Linked DNA regions of Mus musculus: regions 1, 2, 3 and 4 are each linked to region 5. The links are chromatin contacts, called in public capture Hi-C and promoter capture Hi-C maps. All regions are on one chromosome and are shown on one strand. The core of a region is the stretch at or near the end of the contact, and the rest is flanking DNA. Distances in the headings are between cores, read along the strand shown.

Region 1 (2,700 bases), core at 201-2,700, 1.7 Mb before region 5:
CTGAGTATTGGACAGGAAGGACACCCACGGGGGGATGAGGGGAGCCCTTTCTATAGTGACATTTCCTGTGTGAAGCTCAGAATGTTTGTGTGCTCCCTGAATGGCTGATCTATTCTGCACAAGGCATTCTCAGCTTTCTCCGCAAGCCAAGGGCAGGCTTTCTCCTCTCACCCATTGGTGTGAGCTGCCAGTTTGTCCCTGGACTTTCAGCTTCGACAGCATCCCAGGCTTCGTTTTCTTCTTTCTCACCCACCCAAGCTTCTTCACTTCCTCCTCACCCCCACACCCGGCATGTTTGCACCCTTCCTCATCTCCCTGGCACCCTTTACTCCAGGCCAATGACTATCAATGACAACTCTTCTCACTAGAAGCTCTTGGAACGCTATAGATCCCACTGGCACACATACTCCATGCTGCCAGGAGCCTGGGCATGAGTCACTTCTTACAGCTCACTTGCTGGTTCTCACCAAGACTAAGACCACCTGCTTGGCTTCGCTTGGATGACAGGAGAGGACTCCTGGTTGGTCTTCTCCTGTTGCTCTTCAGTATCATGCCCTCTCATCATACCCTGGCTTAAACATAGCTCTCCAGACAAGAGGCTCACTGCTCCTAGGCACCCTCTGACATCCTGTCTAGCTACAGCTTCATCGGCCACCAAGGATGTCCATGTCTTTTCTCTGCTAACCTGTCTTCTTTCTGATTAATGCCTGTCTGTCACCTGGGAGTCTTTGTACAACCCCACAGCCACCCAAAGAGAGAATGAAAGGCAGACAGGCTTTAGAGCCACCCTCACCCACTGGAGTCTTCATTGTGGGCCACACAGGTAACATTGGATGGGGATGCTACAGAAAGGCTGCTCCCCAACTTTCTACATAGCAGCCGTCCTAAAATGAAAACCTTTAGGGAATGGAGACTTACCCAGAATCCTCACGTCCAGGTCCTTCTCCAGCCTAGTCATCCCATTTGTGCCATACACCATTACATTATAGGTGCCACTGTCGTTTCTCATCATCGGCTTCTTTATCTTCAGGGATCCGTTTGCTAAGACCTCATACGTTTCTGATATCAAAAAAGGTGGCTTCTTCCTTTTAAACTCTGCGACCAGGGTGCCCCTCCTTACCCATCGCACCTCATCAATATCATCAGTCATTTGAAAGTTGGGGATGTTCAGGGTGATGCCATGACCCAAGACACCCCAGATGGTCTCATTGTCTCTGCAGTCCGCCCCTGTAAAAAAGTAAGATGGTTTCTGAGGTCTCGGGACTACGGAGGATCTCCCTCTTCGCCTCTAATGTCCACTCCAAGGTCTCCGGAAGAGCTCCACGCGAATGCTTACCTTTGCCGGAAAGGCTGAAGAGCAGAAAGAAGCTACCCAGGAATTTACATTTCATCTTTAGAGTTCTTTTCCCAGGGGTGACTCTGAGTTCTTTCTGTCAGGACTGTGGTGAGGCTGGCAGAAGCCACACCCAGCAACCTGAACCACGTGTCTTTCATGCCTGCTGTTCACAGTAGGGGAGGGGGAGGGGGAGAGGGAGAGGTAGAGATGGGGAAGGAGAGAGAGAGAGACAGAGACCCTATCAAAACGACTCATGCATTTGCTGCCCTCCTTAACCGAAATAGGTGTCTGTGTCACATTTTAATCTTTACAAAAACAGCTTAGGGTGTTGGGTTTTAGCACCCCACCAGAGGAAGAAGAGGAACTGGGAGGTCAGTTGCCATAGCTACCCTTTTGTAAACAAGGGCTTAAACATAGCTGGCCACTCAGCTGTGCTGCCTTCAACAGGACCAAGTAGACTCACCGGCAAAAGGTCATAGGAATAGAATTCAGATATGTATATTTGGGAAGGATTGGGAGGCGTGGCCTTGTTGGAGGTGCGTCACTGAGGGTAGGCTTAGAAATCTTTAAAGCCCTTGTGGTCCTGTTAGCTCTCTCTCTCTCTCTCTCTCTCTCTTCCCTCTCCCCTTCCCCACTCTGTCTATCTGTCTGTCTCCTGCTGTGGATAGGAATGTAAAACCCCCCCAGCTACTGCTCCAGCGCTATGCTTCATGCCTGCTGCCATACTCCCGGCCATGCTGGCCATGGACCTGTAAGAGCACAGTAGATTCTTCCTTCTCTAAGTTGCCTTGGTCATGATGGTTTGTCACAGCCATTGAAAAGTGACTGCAACACCCATGAACGCCATGCCTGAAGAGGCCAGAGGAGTCCATCGATCTCCTGGAATTTAAGTTACAGATGGTTGTGAGCTGCCTCGTGGGTGCTGGGAATAAAACCTGGGTCTTCCGGAAGAGCAGCCTGAGCTCTTAAGTACCAAGATATCTCTCTTGTCCTAAGACTATAAAAAAATAGTGAACAGGGATACAAGGACTAATGTCCCTAAAAAGACAACAGAGAGGTCACGTGAGCAAGAGATACAGTGAACATATAGTCTTTTGATTCTTTAGAATTCAGTGAGAAAAGGTCTTCAAAATCACGGTTTTTCCATTTCAGATGCTTAACAACAGCCACAACAGTGCATTTCAGTTGAGTTAAAATATTAATTCCAAGGGGGGAAAAATCCAAGTGAAATAAGACTTAACAGGAAACATAAAAGAATTCCTATTCTTGAGTATGGAAAATCTTCCTATATGTATTGCACAATTCAGAAATAGTAAAGATGGACGTTAGAGGCCACATAAAAATCTAGAATCTATGCATGTACA
Region 2 (2,700 bases), core at 118-2,617, 1.4 Mb before region 5:
GCCCACGTCTTATAATCATCTCTTTCAAGTCTCCAAAGAATGTGCTTCCCTCTGGCTCCATCCAGTATATACCCGGGTGCCTTAGGACCTGCAGTGTCTACAGCTTGTCTGCTTGGTCAGCCCTGAAAAGGGTGGAATGGACTCTCCCACCTGTATTCTCATGACTGGTGCTTTTTCAAGCTAGGAACTGATATTTTCAGGGTTATTTTTTTAAGTTTTTAATCTGCTACTTTGAGGTCAAGAACTAACTCTTCCGAGGTGGACAGCAGTAACCGAGGTGGGAACTCAGTGTTGTTCGTGCCCGATTCCCTCATTCTCTTCGGGAACCGCTCTCGGGTGAGACAGCAGTGCAGGAAACCCGCATGGCTTTTCTAACACCATCAACTGCCCAGTCTCCAGTCCTTTGTTAGATTGACAGTACCCTGCGGCCCTGAAGGGTCAGCCTGGCCCCATTTAAGAATTGTGCTCCGACATAAAACAACACACCCCTCCCCGTCGTTAAGACGATAACACCAGTTACCAAAGGCACATCCTGTTATGGACAGTGGCCCATTTTAAAGCTCTCAAAAGTATACCTTAAAGGCTATCTTTGGGCTGTGAAGTCACACCCTTTCTGGCACCAGCTTCGCTGGGCTGGTTCGGCCTAAGGGGAAGCCAGTTTTTTTCCTTTGGGGGAGGGCGGTCGCCTCTGCGGGGAGCTGGCCGAGCCCCAGCGCCTCCAGGAGAAGGGAGTCTCGACCCGGAGGCTGCCCTCGCCGGCGCCGGGCCGCGGCGAGGACCGCCACCGCGAGGGGGCCCTGTCGGAGCTCCCCGGGGGAAGGGGAGGAGCGCTCCTTCCCCTGGGCACGGTGGGAGGAGGGAGAAAGGAAGCGCAAGGCGCGCGGTGAAGGCGACCAGAGGGCTCAGGCAGGGCAGGCGCCCGGCTCAGAGATGCCGCCCCGGGTGCTCCTCCTCCCGGGCCGCTGCCCGCGCTCAGCACCCGCCCCTCCATTGCCGAGAGCCCGGTCTCTAAGCCGCTTCCTCCCGCGCCCCCGCCCGGGGCCCGGGCTCGCCAGACACTCACCCCCTTCCCCATGGTGGCGGCGCTGCGGGCCCCGCGCCGGGTCCTGTTGCTGGAGACTAGAAAGAGAAGAGAGCAGCTCCCGGCCGGGAGAGCGGAGCCGGGGGAGCCGAGAGGCGGGAACTAGGGCTGCCGCGGGAGGAAAGAGGGAGGACGGCCGGCGCCCCGGACCGAGGCCGCCGCTGCTGCCGCCGCTGCTGCCGCCGCTGCCACGTGTCCGCCTCCTCCCGCCGAGGCTCCGCGCCCCAGACCCAGCCGCAGCTCGAGCCCGTGCCTCCTCCTCACTTCCTAAAATATGCAACCTGCGTGATGGCTCCGCCCACGCGTGCACGTCACCGTTACCGGAGCAACCTGACACCGGCTCCAGCTAGCTCCGCCTCCGCCTCTAACCCCTCCCAGCCGGGCCCAGACCGCGCTAGCGACTGCCTGCCCTGGGCTCCCGGCAGGAGGGCGCCGGTGCCCAGGACGCGGGTGTCTGGGTCTCTCAAGGGCTACGGAGCGCTCCCGCCTGCAGAACACTGGGGACTTGAGTGAGCAGCCTGCGGAGTAGGGTGCGGAAGGTCCACAGTGGGTGCGGCGCAGTCGGGGCTAGTCTACTTGCTCAGCGTAGCTTTTCTGGGGTCTCGAGGGGCCGGGGTTGGACAGCAGCTGCACGACTCCGAGGGATTCCTCTCTGCAGAATCCAGGCCGGCATCCTTCGGCGGCGGCGGATGGTGCTTTCCCTTTGATTCCTTCGTCCTGGGGTCCTCTCACTCCACCACTAGAGAAATGCTTCAGGACATATACACACGCGCGCGTGCGCGCATCACTTACATTTCCCTTCCCTTATGACCCCCAAATGACTATATAAAAAAAAAAAGTCAGTAAGAAATTCATTCACAGCACTGTATGAATGAAATCTTGCAAAAGAGGAGGGGGGATTAAACTGTTTGTTGGAGAGTTTCTCCTTTTTATGGCAGAGAAACCTAAAACCCAAAAGAACACCCATCTTTAGTAAAAGAGGTGGCTCAAGCATTTTGAAGAACAGCATCCACAGCATCCGTGGTTACCTTGAGGGTCTCATCAGACTCACTTCCAGCCAGTCGCATCCCACTCTTGGCCTGGCAGAGTTGCAGGGCGGGGCTTCTAGTTTCAGTGGCTAAGCAGGCGCTGTGATGGCTGAAACTTAACATCAGAAACAACAAAGTATTTGTTGTTGTTCTTACCAATCTCAGGAAAGCAAGCAGTCTGGGAAAGCTTAGGATTCAGAAGAGAAACTCGATTTCCATCTCTGAAAATACCTAGAAGTAAGGAAAACACTAACTTCTTAGATATAGACCTATCAACTTCAAGTGTCAATGCTTTGTAGGATGTAGAGCTTGCAAAAAATAGGTGGGGGTGGGCAGAGGGTAAGGGAAGGAGAAACACCCAAACATCTAGGCACTGTGTTATCAGTTCCTCCATAGAGCAATTCTCAGTACTTCTTAGAAACAACGGTTGCTTATACAACTGTTGCTTATAGCAGAAGGCAGCCTTTATCTCTTCCAGTGATCTACAGAACTTGATTAAATCAGTTTGGGGCTTAGAGAGAAGAGGAAACTATAAGCAAAATTTAAAATCACGATTCTGGGGAAAGACCCTTCAAATCCAGAGTACCAGTA
Region 3 (2,700 bases), core at 56-2,555, 1.0 Mb before region 5:
GTGATTATGAAGAGAAAGTGAAGGTTCTCCTCTCCACAAAAACTCACCTAGGAACAGGGAGACAGGAGGTTGGCTATTATTCTCTCATTTCCTCTAAGCTTAATCAATCTAAAAAAAAATAGTATTTGGGTGTGATGGTACATGCCTTTAATCCCAACACATGAGAAGCAGAAACAAGCATATCTCTATGAGTTTGAGGTCAGCCTGGTCTCCATGGTGAGGGTCAGGCCAGCCAGGGCTGCATAGTGAGACCTTGTCAAAAATACCAAAAAGAAAGAAAGACAGGAAGGAAGAAAGGAAGGAAGATAGACAGAAAGAAGACAGAATTAGTGGTATCACTGGCAATGTGTAAATAATAGCAAATAATATATAATTGATAGTGACTAACAGTAAATTTCCCTTAATTTTGTAAAACACATAAATTTGGGACTGGAGGTCATCTTAGGCAAAGGCATTGCATGCTAGAATACTTAATATTTACATTTTAGCACAATTACATTGCCACCCAGCTAAATATATTCACTCACGTGTTAGGATGGGCAAGAATAAAGTACTGTCTTTGCACATACTGTGTGTCATATTTTACAGCGAATAATGAACATGAGTAAATGGGTAAAGAAAAAGAAAACCAAACATAACTCAAAAAGTAGAATTATCTAGTGGTCTCTAACTACTTGGATTCTGCTCCTAATTCCACCAATGATTTAAACTAATGTGTCAAACGTCCTTTAAAATATCATCTATTAATAAGCTGGTCTCATAGTAGAACCTTTCTCCAAAACATCCATATGCTTAAATAATCATGATTAAAGCATCCTCTAAAAGACACTTCACTTTACATAAATGTTAGCATTGCCTGTCTGGATCGTTCACCTTAATTACAGTGTCATAGACAGAATATGCTTTCATGTGCCCAGCACAACTATTTTTCTAACTATTGATTTAAAAAAATGCTGGCTCACAAAATGCCAGAGGAATTTTCCATGTTCATATAGTGTCTACTTGCACTTAAATATTGCATCAATAATCTGAAAACAAGGAACCGCCTGTGTGGCCAGACGCTGTAGATGCTATGGCTTCTATCATGGGCTGCTTTCAACTGCTATATTTTATGGCACAGATTCAGTGGGAATCTGATCTGCTAAAATATTTGGGCTGTGAAAACTCCCACACTGTGACAGATGTCAAGTCCAATTAAGTGACTCGTGTCCAGGTTTCTGTCCAATAGGATTTCCCATTAAATATCAATTTAGGGGGAAAAAATTCCATCCCCCTTCTTAAGCCTTTATCTCTTCCACCATCTCCAGGCTAAATCAATTGGTACCAGAAGAGCCAAGAAGCCACACAGGCAGCTGCCTCTCCTCTCTGGCTCTCCCAAGCTCCCCTTTCTCTGCTTCCCTGTCACTGTTACTCCAGAAGACGTCCACTTCTCTCCAATCTCTCTCCAGCATCTCCAAGCTACTGACTATATACATTTCACCACAAGGTAAAGAGGGGAGGGAGTGGGGTAGGGTAGGGGGTGTAACCAAACCTTGAAAGACTTTGAAACTGCAAAATTGGCGTCTGCTTATACAACACAGAAGTAGATGAGGGACAAGACAGAGGCAACCTTAAGCCCTAGTTACTGTATTGTTGTTCCTGGGAACTGGGGAGACACCGGCTGAACAAAGCATTATCTTGAAGAAGAAGAGAAAAATCACTTCTGAGCCCCTTCCATCCCTGACCGCACTTCCCAGTTTCGCCCCAGCCCGATTAAGGGAAGGGAAGGAGTCCTCAAGGAATGGAATTTTATCTTAACCATCTTTCTTATTGATTATTCTGCTATTAGAAAGTGGAGGAATCGTCCCTTTGATGTGATTGTTTTTATCTCAGCATCTCTTTTGTTATTTATACAGCCCTTTGAGTGGGGAGGCGTGAGGTTTCAACACTTCGACTTATAAAGATCAACAACGAATTTTCCTGAAATGTTTAAGAACAGTTAAAAACAAACCAACAAACAAACAAACGGGCGTTTTCAATCCATCAACTAAGTGAACAACCATACACCCGCTAAGACACCGCCGCTCGTTGTGGTGGTCGGCGAGATGACAGCTGCTTTTTCATCTGCGAATGTAATAAATATTGGCTGCTTTTAATATTTGCCAGGATCTCTCCTCCTTGTTTCCTGGAATTTTAACTCTAAAAGATTGACGAAAAGATTATCGACAGGGCTCTTGCAAGGTAAGACATCTTCACGTCTCTTTTTCTTTAGATTAAGTTGAGTCATATTGTATTTTATAGATGTATTCCTCACACATGGTCATAGACTTAAATGCCCACGAGAAATACCATTTATGACTATTTAAATATCTGGAGGATTTAAACGCGTGGGGGGACAGCCCGGGAACTTTTTGTCCGATCTGTAACTATGTCGTGGTTTGCTATGATTTTTCTCCCTGTGTATTTCTACCTCTTCACGCCAACTGCGTAGGTGTGAGTTGTTTCACTTATAAACGTAGAGAAAAGCCTGGGGGGCGGGGGGAGCAGCATGCAGTTCGTTTGGTTCATTTATTGTTATTCTGAGGATCCGTTTTCCTTGCACGGAAAGCTGTTTCTGAGCTCAGGTCTCTCCTGGGCAAATTCGAGGCCAGGAGCCGAACCTACATCCCCTCCCTGGCTTTTGTTTCTCTGAAGCGAGGCTCTTACTCAGGAGCCTTGCCT
Region 4 (2,700 bases), core at 135-2,634, 1.8 Mb after region 5:
CCTTTGAGTCTGATTTTATCAGTCCTCCCCACCTCTACCCTGGTGATTTCATTTTTCTCTGCCCTGCCCTTCCCCTACCCCCAAACACAGACCTAATTACAGCAAGTTTGTACTTTGAATGACCACTGTGTAATTTTTATTTAGAAGTGGTCGAGAAAGGCGGCACAGGTTAGCCCAGGATATGAACAGGATGCACATAGCTGGGTGCCTTGAGGTGGAGTCTCAGCTAAGAACAGGGAGTCGTGGTTCCCTCAAGGAAGGGCCTTGACTTCTGCTAAACTGTGTGTTGGGGATAGATGAAGGAGTGGATAGTGATCAACTCTCTAAGCCCAAGTATAAGGACAGAATTCTTTCTGAATCGGGTCAGTAATCCTTCCCTAGAGAGAAGACAGAGAAAAACAGCCCCTCTGTGTGAATCGTAGTGGGCTTTCCTGCGACCCACACACGCTTTTGGCCTGGCCTTTGTCTCCCCCTGGCGGTAGCCAGAGAACTTGCTCAGCATTGCTTTTCTGCTTGCAACCTCAGGGTGGAAATTTAGGAGTCCCGCTCCCCTCTGGGCCTTTTTCCTAGTCCAGAGAAGCCAGTATCTGTAGCAGGTTCTGACATGGGTATGAATCTCTAAGTGACTGCGTGAATCTTAGGCAAGTCTATAAAAGAACAGGAGACTGTCTACTCCTACTTCATCTGTAAAATGGGTGTAGCTTACCTTGCATCGTTTTGTATAGTGATCTAACAACTAGACCGTGCCTTATAGAGGGCCCAGTGTGGAGCAAGCCCTCAATAATCATATTTATTTACTATGTCGTTAACCTTACTAACTGGCCAGCAGACGTCTAAATATGGAGGTACGGTTCTGAGAAAGTGGGATGGAAGTGACAATTGTTCTTTCGAACGTGGAGGTGACCTTTAGGAAGAATAGTGCCTTCAGGCTGCCTGGCCTGGTTAGCACCGCGACTAGCACCAGTTCTCTCTGCTCTCGACTCTGCAGCCCTAACCCAAAGTGTTGTCACACCAAACCCTTCACACCCAAGAGGATGTTTCGCTCTGAAGTCATCAGCTCTATAATTCTCCATTCTGGCTGGCCCACCCCCAACCGAGCGCGAGGAGGCTGCCTCGCCCACCCTCGTCATAATGGGCAAATTCTAGCGGATTAAATCTAGCGGATGTCTAACCTACAGCATGGTTGAAATATTTCCTTCGTTCCGCTTCTTTCCCACAATAGACCCTTCCCCTTTGACACTCAGGCGGGACAAAGCAGGGATGCGGAGGCGAGGAGCGGGTGGAGCAGTTCCCGGGTAGCCTGGAGCCTGGGGAAGTTTGTTAAGGACCAGGAGTGGGCACCGCCCACCTGGAACCCTAGGGGCGGGGCCTCTCAGGGGGCGGGCCCACGGTCGAGGGCGGGGCACGGAGGCAGCATGCTAAACCGGGTGCGCTCAGCCGTGGCGCACCTGGTGAGCTCGGGTGGCACTTCTTCCCAGCGCTCCAAGTCCCCAGATCTGCCCAACGCTACCTCAGCGCCTCCCGCCGCCCAAGAAACACCTAAGAGTTCCCGGGAGAAGCCTGGGAACCAGGTCGGCGCGCCCCAGAAGACCGCGGAGACTACTGTGAGCTTCTCTCGACCCACCTTTCTGCAGCTGAGCCCCGGAGGGCTGCGGCGCGCCGACGACCACGCAGGCCGGGCTGTGCAAAGCCCCCCAGACACCGGCCGCCGCCTGCCCTGGAGCACAGGCTATGCCGAGTGAGCGCCCCGGGGCTCCCAGACGAGGATGGGACTCCCATTCTCCCGGGAGACGCATCCCGGCTTCAGGAACCATCCCAGGAACCTGCACCCCTCCCAGACATCCCCCGGACGGGGTGCAAATTCCACGACCTTCTTCAGGACCTTGTTCACCCTGCCCCTCGTCGACTCAGGACAGTCCCCACCCAGGGAGGGCGCAGGGAGCACCGCCGAGGATGAGTTGGCGGGTTCCAAGTCGCGGCCCGCGGTTCACAGGCTAGGGGAGGGGAGGTTTGAGAAGGACTAGTTCCTTTTGCCAGGGAGATCGCGGGTGGAAAGACTCGCTCATCCGCTTCCTGGCCCCAGCTCCCCAGTTCCCTGTCCTTCTTACCGGTCCCCTCCCCCTCCACACCCAGAAATAGCCCGCGACACCAGAAGGCCTCTGGCTTCCCGGGCGGGGGAGGGGTCCGCCCGCAGAGCACGACGGTTCCCTTTGGTTATGGGTGTGTAGACAGATAGGTGCCGGTAGAGATCAGCGTACTCTCAGAACCTGTATATTTTAAAATCATCTTCGGGGAAAGCCAAGCCAAGCCACCAGGGGAATGGGGGCACTGAGGTCGTGGAAGGAGGTGGTGGGTAGCCCCGCACCTCCTCATTAGCTTCTCCGTTGGAAGGGGTTTGTAGCTAAGAGATTCCTGCCCAGTCCAGGTGGGTCTACATACCCTATTTGGGCCGGAGCGCTTACCCACTCTTAAGAAAAACCGGAACTTTCACTGGGTCGTTTTAGGATGAGGGTTAATGTGTGCATGAAGGTGAAGGTGCCATGAATCACTGTCTGAGCTGGTTGAGACTGGAGGTGGGGTGTAGTATTTTGACCAGCAGGGGAGTAAAATTTACTGTTCCTGTTTGGCCACTCCCACCCCCACCCCCAGCACCACCTTCCGGAAAGTCTCCTTAGCCAAGGATGGAGGAACTGAGGCAGG
Region 5 (2,700 bases), core at 148-2,647:
TCTGCAAAGCAAGACTGAGAACCAGTTTGCAAACTCCAAACTTCATCTCCATGTCTGACGTCAAAGGGCTCTTCAGATCTTAACTCCTTTCAGCTTTGCAGGTATCTCATGGCTCTGGCTTTTCCAATACTGGGGTCTCCAATACACACACACACACACACACACACACACACAGAGTGGGGGGACAATATTCATATTTGTTGCTTATTTTATTTTATTACATGTAATTTGTTCCCCTGAAAGCCCTACCTATGTCTACAGAGGTCTGCAGTTTCTCTGAATAACCAACTGAAAGTATGGGTAAGAAGTACACTTGGCAGGTTGTGGTGGCACGCCCCTTTAATGCCAGGCCAGGAGAAGGGGGGGGGGTATCTCATGAGTTCTAGGCCAGCTAGATCTACACAGCAAGTTCTGGGTGAGTCCCTGTCTCTCCCCCGCAAGGAAAGTACACCAGGATGAGAATGTTCTCCTCTCCCACAGAAGCAGGAAATAGATGGGAGTGTCCTCAGGGAGCTACCCTTTACCCAAAATGGTTAAGAGGACCACTGAAGTTGGGCATGGTTGTCCACACTTTTAATCCCACTAGGCTGAAGCAGGCAGATTTCCCAGAGTTCCAGGGCAGCATGTGCTACATGTGAGACCCTGTCTCAAAAAACAAACAAAAATAAAAAACCAACAAGATAGTAAAAGTAAAGTAATTGTTTTCTAGATTATTGACAGGGCAGCCTAAATAACTTTGCAATGGTTAGATCTAACCATTCCACTCCTCTACTCCAGTCAGGTGAATTATGCTTTTAGCCTGCTTTCAGCCTTTTAAATACTTATTCAGACTGACACACTACAAAAATCTTCTGGTAACTGAAACGGACAGTTAAAGTGGTTTGGGGAATTTTAGATTTTATTGATAATACAGCCTCGCTTATTTTTGTCTGTCGCAAGCAATGTAGTTTCTGGAAGACAAAAGCTTTACAAATTACTTTGTTAAAAACTTTTCTCTAAAGCAATGAAATCCCTTCTAATGTAGGAGACAGGAGAAAGCCTGTCCCGTGACTAAAGAGAAACTGCGATTTGGACTCCTGGATTATGGCTGAGGAAAGTGAAATCTTTTTATTCACGACACTCCCGGATCTGCCCTCAGAACTGTTCCTACTTCATAAGGCCTTCCTACTCAAGCCTCGTCGCTGAAAGCTTTCGGGCTCGCGAACACCGGGTGAACGCCTAAATTCACCCTTCGCCCCGCCCCCAGCGTCGCAGCAGAGTCACTAAACGCAGAGATTGCTTCTGGCACTACCCAGGGGCGAACGTAGAGAAGAAGAGTCACCGGCTTGCGTGTGGCTAAACGCAGGTCAGCGGCTGGCGTCACTCAGCCCTCGCGCGCAAGCGTACTAAGAGCACGCTCCCCCCACCTTCCCGTGCACGCGCTCGGAGCCTGCAACTCTCGCGAGAGAAGCGAGATTTATTCCTACGTACCGGGCCGTGCTGCTTATGGCGGCGCTGGAGAGGGGGCGCTGAGCTGTTGGGGTGAGTACGACCTCAGTGTTAAAGTGGGGGTAGCAACGAGCCAGGTTAAAGACAGCTGAGGAGACTCAGGTTAACGGGAGGGACCTCTGAGTGTCAGAGTGGGCACTCCTAGAATTCCGGATGGAGGAGAGTTCAGTGTGAGTTCCTACTCCAGGCGTCCCTTTTTCACCCTGGCTTCAACCGTCTCGGCCTCAGGGCCGGCCGCGAAGCCTTAGTGAGGAGGTGAGGCCAGGGGGTGCGGGTAGCGGCGGTGTCGGTGTCGGTGTCGGTGACTGAAGTGGGGGGAGGGAGCGAAAATGGAAACTCCGACCGCAGCCAAGATGGAGGCAGAGGGTGCGGGGCTCGGGCGCGAAGGCTGCCGGGAGCTGTAGTCCGTCCTCTTCCCCCTCTGCGGCTTGGCGGGGGAAAGGGAACTACAAGTCCCGGCGGGAGGGGTGAGGGGGTGGTGGCGCGGTCCTTTGTGTGCAGCTGGAAGAGGCCGGGGAGAAGGGCCTGTTCTTTTTTTCGGGACCTTGTCTGTCTTGGCCGTCACTGGCTTTGGGGATACTACTACGACTACCAGAGCGCAGTGCGGCAGTGGCGCCTTCTTTGTGTGTGGGTTGAGACCCTGTTCCATCTAGGGAAAGTGCTGCGGGACACCTCTGTTCCCTCAGCCACATCTGACCCTAGCGCGGCGGAATTGACACCTTTACTCACATTCTCTTGTGGCTGGGTCTCCACACCTAACTGTCCTTTGGCATTTGAAAAAGGAGTCGGGCCCCGTTCTAGGCACGTGTCTCCCACCTTTCTGTCTGGGGTAAATGGCATGCGTTAGGAGAGTTCCGTGATGCCCTCCCTCCGTGGTGCAAGCGCTGGCCTACATTGTGCAATGAATGGCTTGGCTTTGTCATGTATCTATCTAGTGTGAGAGCCCCAGTCGGAGAGCAAATTAAATTGGAAGATTTGACCGTCGAACGTTTCAACCATACCCAATCTTAGTGCCCCGGTTCTTTTGCTTTAAAGAGTTAACCTTAGAAACACCTTTGTGGCTGGTCTCCAACCTGACTCACAGGTGAGCAGGGAGTACTCCTTAACACTTTCCACTGCAGAAAACATTCTGAACATTATTAAACCACTTAGTTTCCTTGTTCTGCAACTAAAATGAGCAAAAAGATAGTGCTGTTTAAGCAGTTGAGGAGG

The links. Promoter capture Hi-C pulls out the DNA fragments that hold promoters and counts their contacts. Capture Hi-C pulls out chosen DNA fragments and counts their contacts.
Region 1: a promoter capture Hi-C map of pre-B cells shows a contact between it and region 5, with 3 times the contacts expected there. The contact joins the promoter of Cd2 here to the promoter of Csde1 in region 5. A contact is called at or near these places in 1 of 39 promoter capture datasets (pre-B cells) and 1 of 484 Hi-C or Micro-C datasets (B cells).
Region 2: a contact with region 5 is called in a promoter capture Hi-C map of pre-B cells, with 3 times the contacts expected there. The contact joins the promoter of Atp1a1 here to the promoter of Csde1 in region 5. A contact is called at or near these places in 6 of 39 promoter capture datasets (the HPC-7 cell line, cranial neural crest, embryonic stem cells and 3 more) and 2 of 484 Hi-C or Micro-C datasets (B cells and bone marrow-derived macrophages).
Region 3: a contact with region 5 is called in a capture Hi-C map of embryonic stem cells, with 2.4 times the contacts expected there. The contact joins the promoter of Nhlh2 here to the promoter of Csde1 in region 5. A contact is called at or near these places in 1 of 39 promoter capture datasets (hippocampal neurons), 2 of 115 datasets of contacts at active chromatin or transcription factors (embryonic forebrain and embryonic stem cells) and 1 of 9 other capture datasets (embryonic stem cells).
Region 4: a contact with region 5 is called in a promoter capture Hi-C map of pre-B cells. The contact joins the promoter of Ppm1j here to the promoter of Csde1 in region 5. A contact is called at or near these places in 2 of 39 promoter capture datasets (liver and pre-B cells).

Annotation. Positions count from the first base shown.
Region 1 is chr3:101,286,489-101,289,188 of GRCm38.p6, forward strand. It overlaps Cd2 (CD2 antigen), which reads right to left and starts at 1,451. Exons shown (of 5, transcript NM_013486.2): 1 at 1,337-1,451; 2 at 919-1,227. The coding sequence starts at 1,391.
Region 2 is chr3:101,603,340-101,606,039 of GRCm38.p6, forward strand. It overlaps Atp1a1 (ATPase, Na+/K+ transporting, alpha 1 polypeptide), which reads right to left and starts at 1,368. Exons shown (of 23, transcript NM_144900.2): 1 at 1,064-1,368. The coding sequence starts at 1,075.
Region 3 is chr3:102,008,840-102,011,539 of GRCm38.p6, forward strand. It overlaps Nhlh2 (nescient helix loop helix 2), which reads left to right and starts at 1,306. Exons shown (of 3, transcript NM_178777.3): 1 at 1,306-1,486; 2 at 1,896-2,220.
Region 4 is chr3:104,779,672-104,782,371 of GRCm38.p6, forward strand. It overlaps Ppm1j (protein phosphatase 1J), which reads left to right and starts at 1,385. Exons shown (of 10, transcript NM_027982.2): 1 at 1,385-1,738. The coding sequence starts at 1,416.
Region 5 is chr3:103,019,149-103,021,848 of GRCm38.p6, forward strand. It overlaps Csde1 (cold shock domain containing E1, RNA binding), which reads left to right and starts at 1,398. Exons shown (of 19, transcript NM_001161854.2): 1 at 1,398-1,521.